Linked DNA regions of Mus musculus: all the other regions are linked to region 1. The links are chromatin contacts, called in public Hi-C and promoter capture Hi-C maps. All regions are on one chromosome and are shown on one strand. Each heading gives the region's core, a stretch centred on a gene start, on an enhancer-like site or on the middle of the called end of the contact. The rest is flanking DNA. Distances are from core to core; before and after follow the strand shown. Region 1 holds the start of Srprb (signal recognition particle receptor, B subunit). Region 2 overlaps Ryk (receptor-like tyrosine kinase). Region 3 holds the start of Ryk (receptor-like tyrosine kinase). Region 4 has its middle 80 kb from the start of Ryk.

Evidence for each region. Promoter capture Hi-C pulls out the DNA fragments that hold promoters and counts their contacts. Hi-C and Micro-C count contacts between places; a contact is called where the count stands out from the background.
Region 2: a contact with region 1 is called in a Hi-C map of the G1E-ER4 cell line, with 2.4 times the contacts expected there. The contact joins the enhancer-like site here to the promoter of Srprb in region 1. A contact is called at or near these places in 8 of 39 promoter capture datasets (the 3T3-L1 cell line, 3T3-L1-derived adipocytes, the C10 cell line and 3 more), 6 of 484 Hi-C or Micro-C datasets (the G1E-ER4 cell line, adipose-derived mesenchymal stem cells, myocytes and 2 more), 1 of 115 datasets of contacts at active chromatin or transcription factors (embryonic stem cells) and 2 of 9 other capture datasets (embryonic stem cells and liver).
Region 3: a promoter capture Hi-C map of liver shows a contact between it and region 1, with 3 times the contacts expected there. The contact joins the promoter of Ryk here to the promoter of Srprb in region 1. A contact is called at or near these places in 5 of 39 promoter capture datasets (the 3T3-L1 cell line, 3T3-L1-derived adipocytes and liver) and 1 of 9 other capture datasets (pancreatic islet).
Region 4: a contact with region 1 is called in a promoter capture Hi-C map of the 3T3-L1 cell line, with 7 times the contacts expected there. The contact joins the enhancer-like site here to the promoter of Srprb in region 1. A contact is called at or near these places in 8 of 39 promoter capture datasets (the 3T3-L1 cell line, 3T3-L1-derived adipocytes, cranial neural crest and 3 more), 4 of 484 Hi-C or Micro-C datasets (adipose-derived mesenchymal stem cells, cerebellum, embryonic stem cells and 1 more), 2 of 115 datasets of contacts at active chromatin or transcription factors (both in embryonic stem cells) and 3 of 9 other capture datasets (embryonic stem cells, liver and pancreatic islet).

The regions. Positions count from the first base shown.
Region 1 is chr9:103,200,720-103,203,419 of GRCm38.p6, reverse strand. It overlaps Srprb (signal recognition particle receptor, B subunit), which reads left to right and starts at 1,355. Exons shown (of 7, transcript NM_009275.4): 1 at 1,355-1,508; 2 at 2,039-2,133. The coding sequence starts at 1,361.
Region 2 is chr9:102,889,024-102,891,723 of GRCm38.p6, reverse strand. Ryk (receptor-like tyrosine kinase) reads right to left here. Exons shown (of 15, transcript NM_013649.3): 10 at 439-508. Among named protein-coding and RNA genes, the nearest start is that of Ryk, 55 kb to the right of the region's middle. Within about 2 kb of position 1,378, at least 18 of the 459 cell types and tissues checked have an H3K27ac peak or open chromatin away from gene starts, as enhancers often do. A contact at or near this core is called in the G1E-ER4 cell line, where this site is marked.
Region 3 is chr9:102,833,626-102,836,325 of GRCm38.p6, reverse strand. It overlaps Ryk (receptor-like tyrosine kinase), which reads right to left and starts at 1,406. Exons shown (of 15, transcript NM_013649.3): 1 at 1,087-1,406. The coding sequence starts at 1,270.
Region 4 is chr9:102,913,322-102,916,021 of GRCm38.p6, reverse strand. No RefSeq gene overlaps it. Among named protein-coding and RNA genes, the nearest start is that of Ryk, 80 kb to the right of the region's middle. Within about 2 kb of position 1,266, at least 26 of the 459 cell types and tissues checked have an H3K27ac peak or open chromatin away from gene starts, as enhancers often do.

The DNA.
Region 1 (2,700 bases), core at 106-2,605:
CTAATCATTCTTATACATAGCCTGTAGCCAGCGACTCAGTATCTGGCGATGGTAAGGCCAACGGAGTGGCCCTCTCGAGTGGGCTTCTTCTCACCTGCCCTCTGCCTTTTGAGGATGTATGGAAATCGAAATCACATTGCGAACCTTCCAAACTCAAACTTTAACATCTTTGTTTCATTTCCTACCCAATCACTCACTGCCACACTAGAGAGGAAGGGAATGTCTCATTTCCTCTCTTCCTGGTACCTGCAGGAGTTGGGGTTTTATGTGGCAGTGCGACATTTTAATGAATTTGTTTAGCCTTTAAGTGACATCGACTTTTCCTGTCATCTCCCAGGCAGACCTGTACTTAAATACTTTAAAATAATGACAGCTACTTAATGACAGAGGCTGCAAATGGCCCTCGAGGCTTGGCCACTTCTGACTCGCAGAGATATTTTTAAATTGAAGCTCACATTTTTTTTTAAATGTTTCGATTACCCGATGAAATCTTAAGTAGAAGAGTTCCCATGAAGATCTTTTATAAATAAGTCCTCTTGAGAAACTGAAAAATGTTGTCTACTCTGGGCCTCTCAAATGGCCTACCTGGTTGAGTAGGCCTGCTTCCTTTGGGTGGGAATGATCAATCTATCGTCGACACCTCCACATCCTCCCGAGCACTGATTTTCCTGATTGCTTTTTAAAATGCAGTCATTTTTTTCCGTGCTGGACGTGTCAATGCAGGACACAGAATTCCCGAGTTTCCCACATGTCATTGGCTTTTACTCAAGCTTCTCTTCCGTGCGTCTTTTTCTGTTTTCTTTAGTTGCCGGTATAGGTTAATGCATCCTCCAAGATTCAGGTCCATCTCTAGCTACTTTTCTCTGACCTCATAAAGGACTTGATGTGTCTTTGTGGATTCTCTGTGACTCCATCACATCTTCGGTCACATCATACTGTGGTAAAATCTCTCATAAATTTCATCCCATGTAACGGCCGAGTAGAAATCCTCACCCTCAAATGAAGTTTTGTAGCCGTTAATTTTGCTAAAAGTCATCATTCTTTCAAAAATCGAAATGAAATGGGAGTAGAGGGGTGGGTTTGACCAAAAGACATCATATTCATTTATGAAATTCTCCAAAGATAAAAAATTAAAATGCAAAGAAAAAAAATTCCACAAAGCTATACATGTCTCAAAGCATGCCGATATGAATACACTCGCTAACTGGGTTGTAGAAACCAAAAAACTCCAACTCCCATCAGGCACTTAGCCGAGATACCCCTAAGGGACTACAACTCCCGTGATGCCCCGCGCCCCACCACGGCGTGGAGCCTAGAGCCACGTAACTTTGGCGGCCCGGGAAGACTACACACCTCTTTCATGGCTTCGGCGAACACCCGGCGAGTTGGCGATGGCGCCGGTGGCGCCTTCCAGCCTTACCTCGACTCCTTACGACAGGAGCTGCAGCAGAGGGATCCGACGCTGCTCTCCGTGGCGGTGGCTCTCCTGGCGGTGCTGCTGACGCTGGGTGAGGCGGCCGGCATTCACGGCGAGGGCAGGGTGGCTCGGCGCCGCAGGCCAGGGAGGCGGACGGCTGCGTTCCCTCTTCTACTACTCGTCTTCCAGACCCAGCAGTGTGGAAAGGGGACGCTGAAGTGACCTGGGTCTTGGGACAGGACTTACATGAGGCGGCCCTGTGCGCTTGAGCGCTGCGGCCGCCATCGTTCATTCCAACTTTGAGCCACTTGTGTCTGAACTGGGCTCTGAGATACTGGGGTACTAAGGTAGAGTAGAAATCCACCAATCAAATGTAGCAAGCCACTAATTTTTCCCAGATCCATCATTCTGTGTATACTTTTAGTCTCCACATTTGGATGAGGGAAATAGACGTGAAAAGGTTTACAGTTGATAGTGGCTGGCGCTCCGTGAGTTCCTAACAAAACTGACTCTAATCCGTGTGACAATGAAAGTAGTCCAGATGGACGCTTTGTTTTTTTGTCGTAAATGCCTACTAATAATGTCTTTAGAAAATGAAGGCTGCCTTTCTCTTCTCTGCAGTGTTCTGGAAGTTCATCTGGAGCCGAAAGAGCAGTCAGAGAGCTGTTCTCTTCGTTGGTCTCTGTGACTCTGGGAAAACGTTGCTGTTTGTCAGGGTAATGCTTTGATTTTCACCTCGGTTAGACTTAAGAGGGATGGGTAAGGCATTTCCGTAGCCCTGTCATCTTGCAGTTTATTTGGTACAGCAAGTTTAGGACATGTTTTTAAAAATATTTTTTTTTCTTTTTAATTATATGTATGTGTGTGGGTATATGCACATGAGTGCCTGTACCTGTAGAGGCCAGATGTGTCAGATTTTGTAGAGTCGGTCTTCAAAGCTGCCTGATGTGGGTGCTGGGAATTGAATTCAGGTCCCTTTGCTAGAAGCAGGATGGGATCTTATCCAACTTAGTTGAGTCTCCAGCCCTGGGAGTTAATTCTTTTTTTTTTTTTAAGATTTATTTATTATTATATCTAAGTACACTGTAGCTGTCTTCAGATGCACCAGAAGAGGGAGTCAGATCTCATTACAGATGGTTGTGAGCCACCATGTGGTTGCTGGGATTTGAACTCAGGACCTTCGGAAGAGCAGTCGGTGCTCTTAACCACTGAGCTATCTCTCCAGCCCCCTGGGAGTTATATAAAAAAGACTCTAGGAAAACCTGTAAAAACACACACACACA
Region 2 (2,700 bases), core at 129-2,628, 310 kb after region 1:
ACACACACACTGGCATGCATACACACTCAACAGTACATGGCAGACCATTAACCTCATTGTATCTAAGGATGGATGGTTAATTATTTTTGGCCTTGGTGTTCCATAGATATAAATTTTTGTAGCAATTTTCTTTAATGTATGCATCACCCTGTCATATTTGTTAAAGGGAGACAGGTACATGATACGTAGACTCTTTTAGAAAGCTTAGTTGTGCACATTTATTATTTACATAGCTTACATCCTGTTCTCTACCATCTTCGTCCTTTGCTGTTTACAAATTGCTTTCAATGAGCACGCATTTACCTTTATACTCAGAAGGAAAACAAATAAAGAATTTCCAAAAGAATTCAGTTCTGAACAAGACATAACATTCTTAAAAAGTGAGTAAGTGTGCGGAGTCGCACTGTGCTCGGTGCTGAAGCGCAGCCTCGCTCTCACCTGTGGTGCAGACCTCGAAGCTTGCAGCTCTCGGTGAGCATCATCGTCACCTGAACTTCAGATGCTTGGTCTATGTATTAAAAACAAAGACAAAAACAAAAACCACTGCCGTGATTAATACTGTACGTGTTACACTAACATTTCGTTACCTAGGGTCAATTTTCATTGTAACTTACAAGCAGCCTCCAGCCCAGGGCAGCCGACAGACCCTGGCTGGAGACGGCAGCTTTCACAGAAACTCCGGAGCAGATGACAGAATCTGGTAAGGTTCCATAAGGCACATTACGGTTTAAAAACAAAGTTACTTGAAAAATCAAAACTACCTGGGGACCATGTTGTCCCCTGACGGTGAGAAGAACCATGTCACACCCTTTCTGTGGGCTCCGGGGATGAGAGAACTTAGATTTCACACTTTGCTGCACTGTTACAAAGTCTTAGTATGTAGCCTAAGGTGGCCTCCAACTTCCGATCCTCCTGCCTCCGCCTCCTAAGCACGGTGTATTGTGCCTGGCTCCATTTTATTTCTAGTATCTAAATTCATGGGTTTTGATCCAGGTGACATTTCTGACTTCAGTCTTTGGAAACTGACACTGGATATCTATTAGATCTCTGAACAAAATTATTAAACTTAAAAAAAAAAAGGCTTCAATTTTCCCCATAAAAATTTGCATTCTCTAAAACAAAACCCCAAACCCCCAAACCCTATTCTTTGTTGAGCTACTATCTGTGCAGCACGCATTAAGATGAAATAGAGCTCACCAGCCTGTGAGGGATGTTTGTCAGCAGGACACAGCATCAACAGAGAATCAATACTCTAAAAGATAAACGTGGAGCACCTCAGCCATGTGGCCTATGCAAACGAGCACCACTGCATGTCCCCAGCCCACATAAGCCATGGCTGAGTGCTAAGGACTCACTGTGTTTGTTCCTGTTTCCCTCCCGTCAGGGAGAACACAGTAGTTACTGGGGTTGGGGAGCGGAGGGGGGGGGCGCGGTGGCCACAGCTCCAGCACAGAGCGAAGGCTTATCACAGAGCTGCAGGATCTGTGCTGCGCTTTCTTATCACTCTTATTTCCTTTCCACACTAACTCAGGATTGAATTCAGGACTCACTATGATGCATGGAGTATTTATAAATCCAAAAGTACTGCCATTAAAATAAAGTATTTCCTTAAGAAAAATAAGAAAACAAAAAGCAGTTCCTTTACAATACTTGTGGCTCAAACCTTATAATTATAAAGAGTAAAATGTAAAAAGAGTCATGTAAATTATCCTTCAAAATTAGTCAGAAAGCCCACTATCGTCTAACAAAATATTAAATGTTTTGGGAGCTAAGGGGAGGAAACAAACACAAAACAAAGCAGCGAGTTGAACCGTTTGAATGCGGAGGGGTTTAAGGATTTGTAGAAGTTCTAAACGGGCAACTTTGTTAAACTACAGGCAGTAAATTCTAGATGTTTTAGTTATGACTAGTAAAACCTGAAGTTTTAGAAATAATATACATAAGCCCTCCGTCCTTCCCACCTACTCCCTTACGTACATTTAGAAACAGTTACTGTAAATCTCAAAAAAACTTTACATCTTCTACTCAAAAATAATTTCCTCTCAATCTCTGCCAAGTGCTTAGTTTCTTTCTCAGAAAGGAGCACTCCTTAGATCGGAAAGAAGGACTAGTCTGTAAGGCGCTTGCCTTCCTAGCAAATCTGATGGTCATGAAAAAGAGCGGGGCACGCTGGCACGTGCTTACAGCCCGAGCTGTGGAGGCAGATCCAGGTGGATCTCTGGAGCTCGCTGACCAGTCTGCCTAGCCTAACTGGAAAGCCCTAGGTCCCAGAGAGAAAGAGAGAGAGATGTCTCAAAGATCAAGGAGGATTTGGGGAGAGATGGCTCAGTGGTTAGAAGTACTGGCTGCTTTTCCAGAGAACTTGGGTTCAAATCCCAGCACCTACCCATTGGTGTCTGACAACTGTCTGTTCCAGGGGATCTAACACCCTCCCAGGGGCCCAGAGCACCCAGGTGGTACAAATACACACATGCAGGCAAAACATTCATATACATAAACTAAACTAAAATAAAATAAAGATAATTTAAAAAGAAAGCAAAAAGGCGGATAACACTTGATTAGAGAATCCTAAGGCTGACTCCTGGGATCTCTGCATGTATGCACACATGTACATGAACACCTGCTTACCTAACACACGGGTAAGGGTAAAGGGTGGCAGTCAGGGTAAGGGTTGAAGAAACAGGCATGTCTTAGGGCACT
Region 3 (2,700 bases), core at 157-2,656, 370 kb after region 1:
CTAGACTAAATTCAGCTAATTCAACTAGACTATAAGGAAGGTTAAATTAGGATGTTAGGAAAACACAGTTCTTTAGTTAAAGCCGATAAACCTACACATACAACTATGTCTAAACAGTCTGCTAAAAGCAGTTTTCATTCCGAGGCTAAACTCTCTCAACAGACCCTAAGAAACTCTTCTAACAGGCAGAAGGCTCTCTGTGAGCTTGAGGCCAACCTGGTCTACATAGTGGATTCCAAAACAGCCCAGGCTACATAAAGTCCCTGTCTGGAAAGGAAAAACAAAACAAAACAAACAAACAAACAAACAAACAAAAAAACCTCCTCTAATACACACATACGCATACACACGCGCGCGCACACCACACACACACACACACACACTTGGGGGAGGCATACTCGCTCACTAAAAAAGTGACACTTAATGGATATTTAGGGGGAGACCTTTCCAGTTCCAACACTTCACTCTAAAACACCCCGATAAAAAGTGAAGGGACTGCCTTAATGCACAAAAGACGGCAAAAGCTGGGTATCCCTAACTATCAGAGACTTCCTTTTGATGGCTGGCCAGGCCTTCCTTCAAGGGCTGATTTTCAGAATGCACAGAGTTCCAAGCGGAGGGCAGAGTCGGACTCCCCAAACAACGGGCTAAACAGGTAAACGGAACCACCGCCGACGGACCCCAAAGCCAAGTTCTCCTCTCGCTTCAGGGTCTGCAGAGTAGGCAAGTGGCCTGGAACGGCAGCATCAGGTCACACTCAAGGAACCCAAGGCAAACCCCGATGCTTGGGATCCGGTCGGCCCGAAGGTGTGCAGGATGCCACACAACTCAGGGCGCCCGGCTCACCTTGCCCCCCACTCGCTAACCAGAAAGCAAGCGCACGGCGGCGGCGTGGCCTGTGGGCCACCCACAGCAGGCTAAGGAGCGGCCACCCGTGTCCCGAGCGCCGACTCCGAGGCTCCGGAGCTCCGCGGCCTAGAGTGACACGCGCAGGGAGGCTGCAGAGAGGGAGAGAGAGAGAGAGAGCGCGGGCGGCGCAGCGGCAGCACCGCGGGCTCACGAGGCCCCGGGAGCCGCGCCACTCACCAAGCAGCCGGCGCACCTCGTCCTCGCTCAGGTAGAGGCTCACGCTGGGTCCCGCAGGAGCGGCGGCCAGGGCCGGGGACCGCGGGGCGGCGGCGGGCAGCATCGCCAGCAGCAGCAGCAGCAGCGGCGGCGGCGGGGCCCTCAGGCCGCCGCTCCCCGGGACGCCGCCCCGGCCCGCGCGCATGGCCGCCGCCGAGCAGGAGCGTCCGCCGCCCGCCGCGCCGCCGCGCACCCCGGCCCCGAGCGCCTCACAGCCCCGAGCCGGGGGCGGCCGGCCAGCTCATCGCGCCGCCGCTTCAGACCCGCCGCCCGGGAACGGGAGGGGGTGGGGGGGCGAGCTGCGGGCGGAGACGCGCGCGTGCGCGTGCCCGCCGTGCGCGAGGGCGCGCACGCATGTGCCGCCCGACCGAGAGCGCCTGGTTCTGGGGCGCGCGTGCACGGGAGAGCGTCTCAGACCTGAGGTCGGGGTGGGGGCCGCGCGTAGGGGTTGGTATAAATAACATTACGTTGTTTGCCAGGCTGAAACGCGCGAGGAATAAAGGAAATGAGTTAAAGAGACACAAACTAATCAAAAACAATAATGAAGTGCCCTGGCCAGGCGAAGGGCTCTAGGCTAATATAGCCAGTCCCCAGCCCAAGTCGTTGAGGCCTAGAGTCGGTTGGTCTCTTTATTCTTCCCCAGGTGCGCCCTGAGTCTTGGATGCTGTCTCAAAAGAAAAGAATGCTGTTTTATTTAGTGAGAAGGGACGGGTACGTAGAAATCTTCCCTTATCCCACCATCAGAGGTCAGCCTCTAGTTAGCATGTCTGTTCCCTAAAATTCACATGCCACACACTTTCCAGAAAGCAAAAACAAAAACAAAAAAAACTCATAAAACCTTAGTAAACTTTTTATTTTGTATTTTGGTTTACAGTTTGTTTGTTTGTTTGTTTGTTTTGAGACAGGGTCTCACTATGTAGCCCTGGCCCGCATGGAACTTGCTATGTAGACCAAGCTGGCCTTGAACTCACAGAGATCTGCCTGCCTCTGCTTCCCAAGTGCCAGGATTAAAGGCCTGTGCCACCCATGCCCAGCAAGCTTATTTTTACATGTGACGAACTTTTATTATCCTAGTTCTCCTTTACTGTAAATCAACCTGTATCTGGGCTTTTAACCTGTGGTCCATGCCAGCCCCCCCCTCCAAAACATGGAATGTATGTGAGTGTGTGCTTATGGCTGTACATGGCTGTCTGTGTGCATGGGTGCTTTCACATACTGGAGAGTGGTTTTTACATTTCATCCCTTGCTCTAGGAAGCCCTTGTCTCCCTAAACCGGTTAAGGATCTCTGATACATCCCAGAGACTCTGATGAAGAATTTGGGGAAGCCCCAGTCAAGCTTACTCCACAAGCCATCACTCAGGCTGGCTCCCAAGCATCCCTTCTCACTTCCTCCAGAACAGGGTCATCCCATCCCTGTGACCCGTTCACTGACCTTATGCCTCCCTCCTTGCCTGTGGAGAGCAGCTGCTTTCTGCCCGGCCTAGCTTCAAGCTCCCAGTTGCCCATCCACACGCAGGCCCTGAGAGATATTACCTGTATCCCCTGCCAGGGCAGGGAGAGAGACCGAAGAGGAG
Region 4 (2,700 bases), core at 17-2,516, 290 kb after region 1:
AGAACAACTATTCAAAGTAGGATTTGAAAAGCCAAAGTTACAGAAGGCAGTTCAAGGACGATATGCTGACACATGCCACGGAGAGAATGTCACTGAACCTGGCACCTATGGTGTCAGGGGCCTGCAAAGTGAGCCATTACCCCAGGAAGGAAGGACCCTGGGCCCACGTCAGGGCAGACGCTGAGTGGAGTGGAGGTAACTCACTGAGAAGTAGTAACTCAATGCTAACAGGAAGGCAGGGAGGGAGGGGTGCTGGAAGCTGAGAAAGTCATTGGCAGAGAAAACCATGCATACAAGTCTGAGGGGTCCAGGAGAAGCATGGGAGGCTGTGCTAACGGAGAGGATATCTAGGAACACTCTGTCCAGCAAGAAGGAGGAGCTGTTGACTAGGATGGAGTTCAAGGGAAGCTGGGAGCGGCTAGAGAGGAGGATGAGAGTGGGAAGCAGGGTCAGAGTGCAAGAGAGAGGGGAAGATAATGACAGAGTTGGGGTGCCAACTGGATAGTCCTGGTGTTAAGAGGGCCAAGGGGCCTCTAGCATGGCCAGCTGCTTTTGTGGTCTAAATGTGAGATGCCCTCCCATCTGCTCATGTGACACTTATATGCTATAAATAACCTGATGTTGGGGGTGTGTGTGGATTTGATGGTGGTCAGACTGCAAGCAGAGACTAAGGATACTGAAGAACCTGAGAGGTGGGTTTTATAGAACAGGGAGCTTTGCTAGACTGCAGTAGGTATGGAACAACATTACAGAGGAGATCAGAAGTGAAGGCACAAGGCGGGTGTGTGTATGTGTGTAAGCCAGGGACCAGATGATGCTAACGTTTGGGCTAATGTCCCCACAGAGGTCCATGTGTTAAAGCTTGGTCCCAGTTGTAAGGGGGTAGAGCCTTTAGGAGGTGGGGACTGCTTAGAGGCCTTCCTGTCAAAAGTGGGTATGCCTTTCAAGTAAGCATTGCACGGCTCCTTTCTCTTTGGATTCTGGCTCCCATAAAGAAACTATTTAGTCCACCACGTGTGCCCTGCCATTCCATACTGCCTTGCCACTAGCTCAAAAGCAAGAGGGTTGGTCCTGTATGAACTGAAACCTCCACAAAACTGTAAGCCAACATATGCTCTTCTCTTTCCTTCAGTCACCTCAGGTATTGTGTTAGAGCAAGCCAACATAGAGTAGAGGGTGCTGTGTGCTAGGATGCCACTTCTGACCACACCATGCTGTGCCTGTTCCACTCCAAACCCTTGCCTCCCACACCATGACTGCAAGGGAGCTAGCTTATCTTCTGGAACGAAGACACTCTGGGCTTAGATCCAGATTCTCCTCTAGCCACACATACCAGCTCTCATTCATCTACTTTCTGTCTCAGTCCCAGATTTACTCTGGAGACTTAGGCCCAAGGTATTCAGATCTTCAGTATCTTGGACCAGATACTTAACTGGAGCCCATGGCCAGGTAACACCTTTCCCCTATCAGCCTACACTCCAGAGTGCTGCTAGCTTCATACCTATCTGGAAAAACACAGCTTCTTGATTCGCTCTTCTCTCAACATTTCTCTTCCACAGACCACTGTTTGCAAACTGTTTTTTTTTTTTTTTCCCCAGCCAGCTGCCTAGGGAGACTCTTTTCTAAATGACGTCCTTGCTGCTGGTGCCCGAGTCTTTCCCGATGGATATCAGCAGAAGTGTCTTGGTGGCCTTTCTATCACTTACTGAGAAAGGCTCCCTCTTCTGGGAGCCGCAGTGATGTGGTTGGAACCCAGCACTGGCCATGCAGCCACATTAAAATGGCCGTTGATAGGAAGGGCAGGGCGAAAGGATGACGGGTTCTTAGCCACCCTCCTCCCTTTGGACTACCATGTAAGAAGGAAACAATGACTTAATCTACCATTTGTTATAGCAGACTCCACTGTAACCAAATTTCTGAAGAAAAATGTGCTGACCAACCAGGGCAGCCCCAATGTGACTTACACTAGCTGTGTGCCCTTCTTATTTGCTTGTAGGCAGCTCCCGTTTTAATTTCCCTCTACAACACTTCAAGTTCCTATGAAGCCCACCCCCAACCTGGTACTCCAAACACTAACACTACCTTTTATATCACTAGAAATGTTGGAACCAACAAGCAGGGGCTCCTAAGGTGTCCTGCCTCCCTTGCAAACCCGTTCCTCCCGTCTCAGTAGCACAGGGTTTGGGGACAGACTCCCTGGATTAAGACACAGCATTACTTAACGCAACTAAGCTCAACTTTCATTTCCTCAATTGTAAAATGGGGGTAAGGCCACTCTGTAGGACTTTTGGTGATTAGTACTGTCTTAGTCAGGGTTTCTATTCCTGCACAAACCTCAGGACCAAGAAACAAGTTGGGGAGGAAAGGGTTTATTCAGCTTACACTTCCATACTGCTGTTCATCACCAAGGAAGCCAGGACTGGAACTCAAGCAGGTCAGGAAGCAGGAGCTGATGCAGAGGCCATGGAGGGACGTTCTTTACTGGCTTGCCTCACCTGGCTTGCTCAGCCTGCTTTCTTATAGAACCAAGACTACCAGCCCAGAGATGGTCCCACCCACAAGGGGCCTTTCCCCCTTGATCACTAATTGAGAAAATGCCTTACAGTTGGATCTCATGGAGGCATTTCCTCAACTGAAGCTCCTTTCTCTGTGATAACTCCAGCTGTGTCAAGTTGACACAAAACTAGCCAGTACAAGTAC